4 separate regions of the Sus scrofa genome follow, and all the other regions are linked to region 1. Evidence: chromatin contacts called from public Hi-C, HiChIP or PLAC-seq and promoter capture Hi-C data. All regions are on one chromosome and are shown on one strand. Each heading gives the region's core, a stretch centred on a gene start, on an enhancer-like site or on the middle of the called end of the contact. The rest is flanking DNA. Distances are from core to core; before and after follow the strand shown. Region 1 holds the start of SLC27A3 (long-chain fatty acid transport protein 3). Region 2 holds the start of CREB3L4 (cAMP responsive element binding protein 3 like 4). Region 3 holds the start of S100A6 (S100 calcium binding protein A6). Region 4 holds the start of DENND4B (DENN domain-containing protein 4B).

The links. Promoter capture Hi-C pulls out the DNA fragments that hold promoters and counts their contacts. A called contact is a pair of places that touch in the nucleus more often than the background predicts. HiChIP or PLAC-seq counts read pairs in DNA pulled down with a chosen protein or histone mark.
Region 2: a promoter capture Hi-C map of skeletal muscle shows a contact between it and region 1, with 7 times the contacts expected there. The contact joins the promoter of CREB3L4 here to the promoter of SLC27A3 in region 1. A contact is called at or near these places in 2 of 5 promoter capture datasets (fetal liver and skeletal muscle), 3 of 47 Hi-C or Micro-C datasets (heart right ventricle, liver and skeletal muscle) and 1 of 2 datasets of contacts at active chromatin or transcription factors (alveolar macrophages).
Region 3: a Hi-C map of epiblast stem cells shows a contact between it and region 1, with 2.5 times the contacts expected there. The contact joins the promoter of S100A6 here to the promoter of SLC27A3 in region 1. A contact is called at or near these places in 3 of 47 Hi-C or Micro-C datasets (embryonic fibroblasts, epiblast stem cells and undifferentiated spermatogonia) and 1 of 2 datasets of contacts at active chromatin or transcription factors (alveolar macrophages).
Region 4: a contact with region 1 is called in an H3K27ac HiChIP or PLAC-seq map of skeletal muscle. The contact joins the promoter of DENND4B here to the promoter of SLC27A3 in region 1. A contact is called at or near these places in 1 of 5 promoter capture datasets (fetal liver), 1 of 47 Hi-C or Micro-C datasets (skeletal muscle) and 2 of 2 datasets of contacts at active chromatin or transcription factors (alveolar macrophages and skeletal muscle).

What each region holds. Positions count from the first base shown.
Region 1 is chr4:95,902,187-95,904,886 of Sscrofa11.1, forward strand. It overlaps SLC27A3 (long-chain fatty acid transport protein 3), which reads right to left and starts at 1,413. Exons shown (of 10, transcript XM_013997096.2): 1 at 562-1,413; 2 at 1-210. The coding sequence starts at 1,195. It also overlaps a transcript of INTS3 not described here.
Region 2 is chr4:95,721,557-95,724,256 of Sscrofa11.1, forward strand. It overlaps CREB3L4 (cAMP responsive element binding protein 3 like 4), which reads right to left and starts at 1,252. Exons shown (of 10, transcript NM_001123102.1): 1 at 1,112-1,252; 2 at 571-748; 3 at 1-183. The coding sequence starts at 744.
Region 3 is chr4:96,096,991-96,099,690 of Sscrofa11.1, forward strand. It overlaps S100A6 (S100 calcium binding protein A6), which reads left to right and starts at 1,274. Exons shown (of 3, transcript NM_001044557.1): 1 at 1,274-1,316; 2 at 1,959-2,117; 3 at 2,470-2,695. The coding sequence starts at 1,980. The coding sequence ends at 2,604.
Region 4 is chr4:95,744,489-95,747,188 of Sscrofa11.1, forward strand. DENND4B (DENN domain-containing protein 4B) reads left to right here and starts at 1,390. Exons shown (of 28, transcript XM_013997083.2): 1 at 1,390-2,164. It overlaps CRTC2 (CREB-regulated transcription coactivator 2), which reads left to right. Exons shown (of 13, transcript XM_021089801.1): 12 at 165-351; 13 at 483-1,142. The coding sequence ends at 703.

The DNA.
Region 1 (2,700 bases), core at 163-2,662:
CTGTGGTGCCAGAGGTGAAGATATACAGGCACGTGTCCATTATGTTCTCGGGGGCAGAGAGGTACCCAGGCACTGGCGCATCCACTTCGGCTGAGACCTCAGCCAGCAAATCGCTGATTCCAGCCGGATAGGTTTCAGAACCTGCAGCCCACAGGTGGAGGCCCATGGCTCTCAGGGCCGGCAGGTCGGGCTCCAGGGACTCCAGGAACTCTGGATGAGGTGGGAAAGCATAGCTCCATGGCTCTAACCACTCTCCAGAAGCTTTCCCCACCCTTTGCCCTGTTCGCTCCCCCAACCCCACTCGCACTGCTCCGGGGTGAGGCTGAAGAGTACGGACGTCCCCTCAGGAGTCTGGGACCTGGAGCCCAACTCTACGGAAATCCTTGGGGAACCAGAGACCCAGCTCCAGCCCTTCGAAAACCCGGAGACTTGTTTCCCCACCCTTTCCGCGCCCCAGGGAAAGCTTGCCGGCGAGTTCCAAGCCCCCCTCTTCTCGGCCCCCCTGACACGCCCCTTTCCGTGGCTGGCCCCGCCCCCGTCTGTCGAGTGCTGCAGCCTTACCTGCGGCCAGCACGAGCGCGCGGGCGCCGCAGCTGCGGAGGCAGTGCAGTAGAGGACCCCGGCGCAGAGCAGTGGGCACAAAGGCGGTGCGCAGGCCGGCCTTGGCCAGCCCGAACCAGAGCCACAGGAACTCTGGGCAGGCGGGGAGCAGCAGCGCCACGGTGGCCCCAGGTGCCAGAGGTGCCGCGCCGTCCCCTTCCCGCCCGGCCCGCGCCGCGCCGCTTCCGGCCGCCGCCCACTGGCTTTCCCCGGCGCCCCGTGGGCCGCCGCCCCCGCCAGACCCCCTGTCCCAGCCTCGCGCGCGCAAAAAGGCGCGCGCAGCCCGGTTGCTCTGGCTCTCGGCCTCCGCGTAGCTAAAGCGCCGCGCGCCGTGAATGAGAAAGGTGTGCGCCGGGCGCTGCTGGGCCAGCTGCGCCAGGCGCCAGGCCAGGCTGCAGCCCCCCTCGGGACCTTCCGGGTTGGCTGCGGCCGCGGCCAGGGCACGCGCTCGAAGGACCCGTTTGCAGCGTAGGGCGCGCACAGTGAAGGCCAAGTCTGCTGCGAGCCAGCGCAATTGCGGCCAGAGGCGCAGCTTCGGCAGCAGCAGCAGCAGCGGCAGCAACAGCAGCAGGGGTAGCAGCAGGAAGGCGGCCATGGTGCCCGCTCCCTCGACTCGGTCCTGTCTGGCCCCAGCCGCTCACAGACTGCCCCGATGCTCCCTTCTACAAAACTGAGGCCGCTGGTTCTAGCGCTTAGACCTCTCCGTCCCGGGAGCGCGCGCGCTGGCACACGCCCCTTCCCACCCACCCAGCCCCCCTCCCCTCGGGCCGAGAGCAGAGGCCCCGGAGGAGTGCTAGTGGGGGACGGCCCCGCACGCCCGGCCCTCCCCACAGCTACGCTCCGCCCCAGGCGCGCTCCCTCCCCGCACCCTACCAGGTCTCGGGCTTGCTCCCGCCCTCCCTCAGTCTCAGGGTCTGGTCCCGTTCCGATTTTCTCTAGGAAGATCTAGGCATCTGGCTGGACTTGGGGCTCCCAGCCAGAGAGCTAGGGCGCTAGGATCCAAGTCTGTCTTTCCCTCTCATCCCATTTTCACTCGTGATGGGAGGGTGACGCTGCTCTCTCCCAGAAGAGACTGAAGAACTCGGCCCCTTGCCCACATGGTGCTGCAAGTCCCGGCAGGACAGCCAGACCCAAGCCTTCCCTCCATCCGCCGCCGCCGCCCCAGGAGATAGGTGGGGTTAAGTAGGGGAAAGGTGGAGGCTCAGTCAGATTTCTGGAGGGGCCGTGGCGCAGAGGCCCGTCCCTTTGGGCAAAGGTACAATAACTGGGGCCAGCCAGTGAATGCTTTCCATCCTGATTTTAATTGGGGCAGAGGAAACCGGGGAAGGAGAGAGGAAGGAAAAAAGGAGGCCTCGGGCAGTTTAGACTTTCAAAGAAAGTTGTAGCAGCTTTGAGGGAAGGGAGAACCCGGGTTCTGTAAGACAAATTTGCAGGCTGAATAGGAGGAGCTGTCTGAAGTCAGCCCAAACCTCTCTCCTCAGCCTGCCACCCAGCCTCCCAGGACAGCAGCGGGACAAAAGCATAGCCAAGGAGCTCTTTGCTGGTACACCTGGCTGGGCAGGTGGCCAGACTGTGGCGGGTTCCTTCTCCAGGTGTCTGAGCCCTCTCCGCTAGGCATGCTTCTGCTCTCTAAGATCCGAGCTGGGAGCCTCTCTCACCGCCCAAGACCTAGTCCTCTCCAGCAGTTGGTAAGCACTAGCATATAACACTGAGAGATGGCTAAGGACAAGACAGCCTTTGGGAGATGGTGTCAGCATTAACTTCTGCCTGGACAGCCCAGTGTCTGGCCTGCACTGCCCGAGGCAGCAAGAAGGATGGGGGTAAAGCCAAGGCCCTCCTGCTCCAGACAAGGAGGTGGGCGGGGGGGGGGGGGGGGGGGGGGGGAAGGGGAAGTTGTGAAGCCACGAGGTGGGGTGCCCATTAAATGGAGACCACCTGTACATGCACAGAGTAAGTGGGGGCAGCAACTCCGGCACGAAAGAGATTCTGGCTTGTTTTATTGTCATTTAAAAACAACTTTTAAAAATTCGATTATCTCTGCCAAAAAAAAAAAAAAAAAAAAAAAAAAAAAAAAGAAACAGAACCAAGGAAATGGGACCA
Region 2 (2,700 bases), core at 2-2,501, 180 kb before region 1:
CGCCTCATAGACGACCTCATAGAAGGCAGGGGAACCGGGGGGTTTGGGAGCAAGGGGACTGTCTGGATGACCAGGATCCTCGGAGAGTCCACTGTCACTGCCAGGAGATGCTTCTGAGCAGTACACTTCATTGGGATCAATGAAAACCTTCAGGAGATCTTCAGGCTCACTCTCTTGAAGACCCTACATAGAAGAGGGTACATATGTACACAGGAAGAAAGAATTCTGGAAGTCCTATCTGATGTCAAAACTAGATGATCCTTCATGCTTCAGTTTCAGCTCCTTCTGTCCTTGGATATTAGGATAGTTACAGCGCATGTCTATTTTATTGGAGTTCCCTGGCAGATCAGCAGGCTAAGGATCCAGCCTTGTCGCAGCTGTGGTTTGGGTCTCCACTGTTGCATGGGTTAAATCCCTGGCTTGGAACTTCTGCATGCCATGGGCACGGGCAAAAAAATAAATATTTTAGGGGCTCTGTCTTTGGACCTCTGAGTGAAGGCTAAAGCCTCTTGGACTTTATATCACAGAGTTCTGTCTCAACTCATACCCACTTCCAATCATCACACTCACACAGCCACGGCCCCCACTGGACTCCCAGCCTTGGAGCTCCTGTTCTTGTAGCCTAGTCACTGGGACCTCTGGAGGTGAACAGTGGAGTCCCAGCTCGGGGAAGGATCCTGTTGAGAAGACATCTTCTGGGGGCTCCAGCCACACATCCAGTAGGTCAGGGGTTCTGAAATCCATGCTTCTGCGGGGAAGCATGTGGGGTGGATTGAGTTGCAGAAGGAGGAGGATGGTCCCCCCCCGACCCCCGACACACACACACACACACAGACACACACACACAGTTTCTGGGTTCCTCTCCCTCTTCCATTATTCCCCTTCCTCACCTGTGCAGCCCCCTCACCTGTCACCCGGAGATCTCGGGTTAGAGCAACAGCCACCTCTCTGCCCCGGGTATTACCTGTTCCGAAGAGCCCAGCCCAGCCAGGCCAGCCTAGCCCGTTGACGGCCCCAAACACTACACCTTTTCTTTCTTCCAGGATCTCACATCCTGGACCTGCCTAGCCAAACCCCGCCCCCAGCTTTACACTAGGAAAGTGGGTCGCACCTAGCCAGGAGCCACCATAGGGACGCAGTATCTGGGAGTAGGAGGTTAAGAGGCTGGGCGTCCACAAATCCGACTTAAGGAAAACAGCAGCCTTGCCCGTTCTGCCTCAGTTTCTCCTAGCGATAGCAAGTCTTCCTGAGGTTTTTGGTAGCTCCTCAGGGAAGGATAGAGATGGCTGTGACTGGAGCACAGGATGTTTGAGTGTTTGTCCTCTGGTGGTCAATTTTCTAGGAGGGAGACCACGGCGAAGACAATCCACAGGATTGCCTAAGATTTGCGGAGTCACCCCTCCCCCACCCCGTGGCGCTCTTCCCAAGGTTGAATCTGATTGGAAGCCAAAGACATAGGGGTTTTGAGGGGCAGGGCATTGAGCCAATGAGATTACCGTCTCGAGATAGGCTCCCCGGTAACTGGTCGGAATGTGCAGTCAGCGAGGGAGTGAGGCCAATGCCGCCGAAGCGCTTATTTGTCCGGCGGGGATTTGATTCCTCTGGACCAAAGGGCGGAGTATGAGCCCCAAGACAAACTGTAGGAAAGCGGGGGCGGGAGGAGTTACCGGAATGGGGGCAGAGGCTTGGTTTGGTTTCACTTGCCACGTGACTCCAAAGCCCTAAACTGGGAGTAAATAACCTGTAGACCTAAGTGTGAGAGTTTTGACTCAGCGGGCCCAAAGTCGCGCAATCGCGGTTGTCCGTAATCTGTGCATTGCTACTGATAAAGAATAGCAATTATATAGACGCACTCATGGAGCTCTCTTAACTAACTGAAGGACAAGAGTCTAGAAAACTGCAAAAGATTAAGAAATCATTTGGATTTGGTTTGGGAATTTGACTTATTCTTTGCGTATAATAAGCAACAACAATATGCAATGTGCCCTGCATAATGTTTTCATAAACCCTGTTCCTAGCTTAATCCACAACAGCTCTGAGGTAGACAGAGCAGGAGATGTTTTACTAATTTTACTAGTGAGGAGAGGGAGATACATGATTAGATTGTAGTAACACTCAGGACATTTTCCTTGATCTAGAGGCTTACGACCCAGGAATTCACTTTATTTTTCTTTTTCAGCTGCACTTGCAGCATATGGAAGTTCCCAGGCCAGGGATCCAATGAATCTCAGCGGGAGCTTCGGAGTTCCTCCGAACCTATGCCCGCCAGGGGCAGCGACTCCTCCAGATTCTTAACCCATTGTGCCCAGCGGGATCTACTGGGCACCCTTACTGAGACAAGTCTGATAAAGCCTCTGGGCCATAGCGGGAACCCCCAGGAATTAACCTTTTTTGATGGGGTTTTTTAGGGCCACACCTGCAGGCACATGGAAGTTCCCAGGCTAGGAGTTGAATCAGAACTACTCCTGCCTGGAGTTCCCGTCCTGGCTCAGCGGTTAGCGAACACTACGAACATCAGTGAGGACACAGGTTTGAATCCTGGCCTCGCTCAGTGGGTTAAGGATCCTGCGTTGCTCTGAGCTGTGGTGTAGGTCGCAGACTCGCGAGGTTCCGCTTTGCTGTGGCTCTGGCGTAGGCCAGCGGCTACAGTTCCAATTGGACCCCTAGCTTGGGAACCACCATATTCGGTGGTTGAGGCCC
Region 3 (2,700 bases), core at 24-2,523, 190 kb after region 1:
ACTTCCTGTCCTTTGGTGTGGATGTGACTAAGTGTGTCTGGGCTTAGCATGGCCCTCCTGGAAAATGGGGAAGTTGGGCCAGGCTTTTGATGGCTTCCGAGGTGTGCTTCGGCTATGCAGAGAAAGTTAAGGAGAAAGTGCTTAGAGGGTGAGGACACTGGAGGCAGCCGGGATGTGGTTCCTGGGGGCAGTGGTGGACAGGCCAGTCTGACTTGTCACCAGCTCACAGGAGGCCACCCTGAGGACGCTGGTAAGAAAGGGGAGTGTGGCCTTGACCTCCAGGCCAGTCCCCTTTCCCTCTCCTCCGTTTCCCTCTCTGCAACAAGCCCTGCTACCCCGCATGCCACCTCAATCACCTCTAGGCTTTCTGCCTTTCCCACCTCCCCATATCAAAAGCCTTTCTCCAGAGAGGATCTGAGAGGAGTTCCCCCTTGTGCTGCAGCGGAATTGAATCTAACTAGGAACCATGAGGTTGCAGGTTCGATTCCCTGGCCTCACCCCAGTGGGTCAAGGATCTGGTGTTGCCATGAGCTGTAGTGTGGGTCGAGACCCTGCTCGGATCTGGCGTTGCTGTGCCTGTGGCAGAGGCCAGCAGCTACCCGAGGCCCTAAAAAGCAAACAAAACAAAACAAAACCCAAAACCAAAAAACACTGAGGATCTGAGAAACTTTGCATTGCAGGGTAAATAACTAGGGACACAGGGCTTGGCTCTGGCATGTGTGCCCCTGAAGCTGCAGGAGGCTCCGGTGTGCAATTCTGGAATTCGGGGTGGGGGAGGGGGTTGGGGAAGGGAGCAGGATGGTGGTAGGAATTCGTTTTCCGCTGGCGGATGGGTGTTGGAGAAGTCCTTGAAACTGTATTCTGTAGACCACCGGCCGCTCCCCACCCTTCATCTAGGTTTCGCCCTGGGAAGGGGGCACCCTTCTCTCCCTTCTCCACCCACTTCCGGCAGCCCCCCCAGCGTCAGTGACAGCGTCCTGCCCTGGCCTGTCACATCACGATGCTGGGGGGTGGGTGGCTGCAAACTGGGTTTCAGGGGTTAGGAAGGAGCTCGAGGTCACTCGGCTGGCTGCAGGTGGGACCCCCTCCCCCTCGAGGTCCCCCCCACCCCGCGGAGCCCTGAACTGCCCCGGGGCAGGAGGCGTGGAAAGTTTTGGGGCCCTGGTGTTGTGTAACGGCGAGCACAGGGTGGGGCGCGGGGCGGGCCGTGGGCGGTGGGGAGCCGGCCTCCCGGACGCGCCTCTATAAGGCGGGCGGGCCGGCCCCAGAGCCCAGCATCCCCTCGGCCGCTCCCTGCTCCCGTCGCTGCCGCCGTGGTGAGTCCTGGCCAGGGCAGCCCCGGTCCTTCTGAGCCAGCCCGCCCCGGGCTTGGTCCGCGGGCGGTGGATGGCTCGGCATCCAGCCTGGGGCTGCGGGGCTGCCGGGCGGGCGGGGAGAGGCAGGAGAAGCCAGGCTGGCCCAGGGCTAAGGCGTCCGTTGGGCGGCTCCGGGTAGTGGCCCATCTGGGGTGCGGGAGGGTGTGTCCCGGGCGGGCGTGTCAGCGCCGCCGTGTGTGGCCCTGGAAGGCTGTGTGTAGGGCTGGGTGCGCCGTCTCCACCCCCGCCCCGCAACATCCGCCCCAACTTTCCCGCAACCCCTGGAGGAGCGTTCTCAGCTGTGTTCCTGTCTGCTGCTTAGAATCCTTGAGCCACCTCGTCTCTGGTTCCCTGGAGGCCACAGATCTCTAGGCTCTAGAGTCTGCCCTCTTCCTCCCCTTCAAGCCTCGAGCTGTCTCCTGAGGTCACCTGACACTTACTTGGTGGTCCGGGCAGGGTCGTCAAAGGGAGTTGGGGTCGGGGGTGGGTGGTGGTGGGGATGGGGGTGGGTGGGTGGGGGGCAGAGGTCTTGGGGCTTGCGGTGAGTGAGAGGAGTGAGACCTCCGTGTGGCCCAGGACACTGACCAGCCCCTCTGCCCCCAGCCTTGAACTCAGCCTTCAGCCATGGCATGCCCTCTGGATCAGGCTATTGGCCTCCTGGTGGCCATCTTCCACAAGTACTCCGGCCGGGAGGGTGACAAAAACACCCTGAGCAAGAGTGAGCTGAAGGAGCTGATCCAGAAGGAACTCACCATTGGGGCGGTGAGTGAGTCTCCCCTGCCCCCCCCCCCCTTAGAAGCAGGATTGGGAGAAGGCCAGGCGCCAGGTGCCTGTGACTCACACTTACTCACATTCCGGGGACCTAGACCTTACCGGACCATTGGTCCACACCCCTGGGCCCTGAGGGGCTGGGGATATTCCCAGCCTGGTATTCACTCCTCCTGAGTCAGCAGCAGAGAAGTCAAGCCAAGTGAATTCAAGGTGGGCTCAGAGTTTTGGTGACAAGTGAGCACAGAGCCACTTGTCTGAGAGAGGGCTGCCTGGGAGGGGGAAAGGCAGAGAACCCAAGGTCTCATCACCCCTGAGTCCTGGATTTCCCATTTTGACCCGGTAGAAGCTGCAGGATGCTGAAATCGCAAAGCTGATGGATGACCTGGACCGGAACAAGGACCAGGTGGTGAACTTCCAAGAATATGTCACCTTCCTGGGGGCCTTGGCTATGATCTACAACGATGTCCTCCGGGGCTGAACATAAATTGAGACGGTGGAGACACCCTTTAGCTGGCCTGTTGATCTAGTGGTGGGTAACTGTACAATAAATTTTTTTTGTTGTTAAATCTACCCC
Region 4 (2,700 bases), core at 140-2,639, 160 kb before region 1:
ATCTCCCTCTGTCTCTGCTTTTGTTCCTGTGGTGGCGGGGGATGGGGTAGGGGTGTGTGTGAAGATCTCTGGGCCGGGGGATGTGTCAGCCGGGCTAGGCACAGGCAGGCAGGGGCACCCTCTTCTGAAGGCCTCCTCCTCAAGGCCTGTCTGTGTGTCCGTAGCTGGAGCCGTTCAGCATGGACAACCCATCCACCAGCCTGGCGCTGGATGCCTCTGGCTTTTCCGAAGGGCCTGGATTTTTAGGGGGTGAGGGGCCAGTGAGTGGCCCCCAGGAGCCCCACACCCTCAACCACCAGAACTTAACCCACTGTTCCCGCCATGGCTCAGGGCCCAACATCATCCTCACGGGTAAGAAATGTGGCTGGTAACAGGGGATGGAAGGAGGGCGTGACACATTGGGTGGCGCGGCAGGAGGCCAAGGGGACCTTGGAGGCGTTGACAGGGTGTGGGGTCCTCACCTGTCTGTTCTGCCCACACAGGAGAATCCTCCCCAGGTTTCTCTAAGGAGATTGCGGCAGCCTTGGCTGGAGTGCCTGGCTTCGAGGTGTCCACGGCTGGGCTGGAGCTGGGCCTGGGGCTGGAGGAGGAGCTGCGCATGGAGCCACTGGGCCTGGAGGGGCTCAACATGCTGAGCGACCCCTGTGCCCTGCTGCCCGACCCTGCTGTGGAGGACTCGTTCCGCAGTGACCGGCTGCAGTGAGGGCACCTGATCGCCATCCCTCTCCTCGGCCCTGTCCCCCGCCGTCACTGTCCCTTTTCTCCCTTCCCCCTGGCCAGTAGAGACTCCACTCTCTGCCCCCAGATCCTCTTTCTAACGTGAACGAGGGATCCTAAGAATGAGAAGAAGCAAGGGGTGTGTCCAGGTGGCCCCTAAATTCTGCACAAAGGGTGGGCCTAGGGGAGCTCAAGGGAGGGCCTGAAGCACTTGTAACTTTGAACCGTCTGTCTGGAGGTCAGAGCCTGTTGGAAAGCAGGGGGGTAGAGGGGAGCCCCGGAGGCAGGGCTTGTCCGGATGCCTAGGGGTGGGCAGTGCCAGCCCCTCCTCGCCACTCTTCCCCTTGCAATGGAGGAAAGAGCCAGAGTGGATATTATTTTTTATTAAATATATTATATGTTAATAAAAAAATCATATCAAACCCATGGTGTGGTTGGCTACTGTTTGGGATGCAACGGGGATCTAGGAGGTTCTTGGGGTGCAGGCCCTTTTGTCGGTTACGCGGTTTTGCATCTTGTCAATGCCATGTGGTTGGTGGAAGGTGCCCCCCAGCCTCAGAATTTGTACGCAGCATTGGATATGGAGGTCCAGGCTGGGTGTAGGCTCCTGTGGTAGGACGGATGTATGCCCTCTCATGTGACCAGGACCTTGCTGCAGCGGCATCAGAGGACAAGGACTCTGGCCAGACAAGCTACTGCTCTTCCTCAACCGTGAGGCCTGGCAGTGAGTTGGGAGGTGAGGAGGTGACTGCTGGCTGAGCTCTGGGTTCTGAACGTTTCTGGTACAATGACCCCAGCTTTCCCAGGAGGGTAGCTGGTCTCACTGCTAAGGCCCCCAAGGAGAGAGTATTTAAAAACTACCTGCACCAGGTAGGTCTCAGGTCGGCTCCCTCTTCTTTATGGTCCTTTAAGCCTAGAGGACCTGGAAGTTAGGTGTGGTACCAGCCTGTCTCGGACCCCATGCCTCTAGGTCTCAGGGAAGCCCATAAATCCCATTCCTGCCCCTTCACTAGGCACGAATTCACTCCGTGCTCTCCACTCTTCTCATTCATTCGCTGAGGCTTGCGTGCCAACTTTGTTTTGAGGACGTTGCCTTTTTCTGGCTTGGGTTGGAATCCTTCCCATCTGAGCTTCTGCTCTCCTCTCTTCCCCACACAGCAGTCAGGAGAGTAGGGCCCCTCCTTCGTTGCCCCCATCTCTGCTGCTTTTCCACACCCTGGCTTCTTCTCTTCCCCTTTCCAAAACTTGTCGTTTTCAGAAAAGAGAACTGAGAGATTCTGGCTTAGCCTGGAAGGGAATGTAGGAGGGACTGAACCTGGAAGTAGGGGGAGCCACCTGGGTCTCCAGAAACCAGGCTTTCAGGGCCTTCACCCAGGCAGGCAGACCTCATCTGACTAGGACCAAGGGCGGGACGGGAGCGCGCCCTGGACTTCAAGGGCCGCCTGGGGTCAGTGTCCTGCGGCTATGGCTGGCTGGTGGCAAGTCGCCTGCGTGCAAGGGGCCCTCCCAGCCGCCAGGGGTCGCGCTGCAGGCGGCCGGGCGCTGGGCAGGCGCTGCCAGGGTCACGGCCGCCGACCGGGGAGGGGGGTGGGGGGAGCGGCAGCGCCCGCAGCCCGGGAGGGGGGTGGGGGGAGCGGAGAAAGCGGGGCGCGCGGAGGAGCACCCGGCCCCCAGTGCAGCGGGAGCCGGGAGGACCGGGCAGCGCGAGCGAGCGGCGCGGCAGCACAGTCCCCGCGTGGCGCAGCTCGGCGGGGACGCTGGGAGCGCCCGGATCTCCCTCCACAGCGCCCCGCGCCCCGCCGCCCTCAGCCGCCTCTTCTTCCTTCACTCGCCGCTCCAGCGGGAGCGGCGCCCGAGTCGGGTGCGCCATGTCCGGGGCCGGGTAGCCCCGCCGCCCGCCGGCCCGCCAGCCCGCCCTCCGAGCCACCCGCCTGCGGGCCGGCCGGCCGGGGAGTCGCGGGGCAGGCAGGTAGGGGCTTGGCC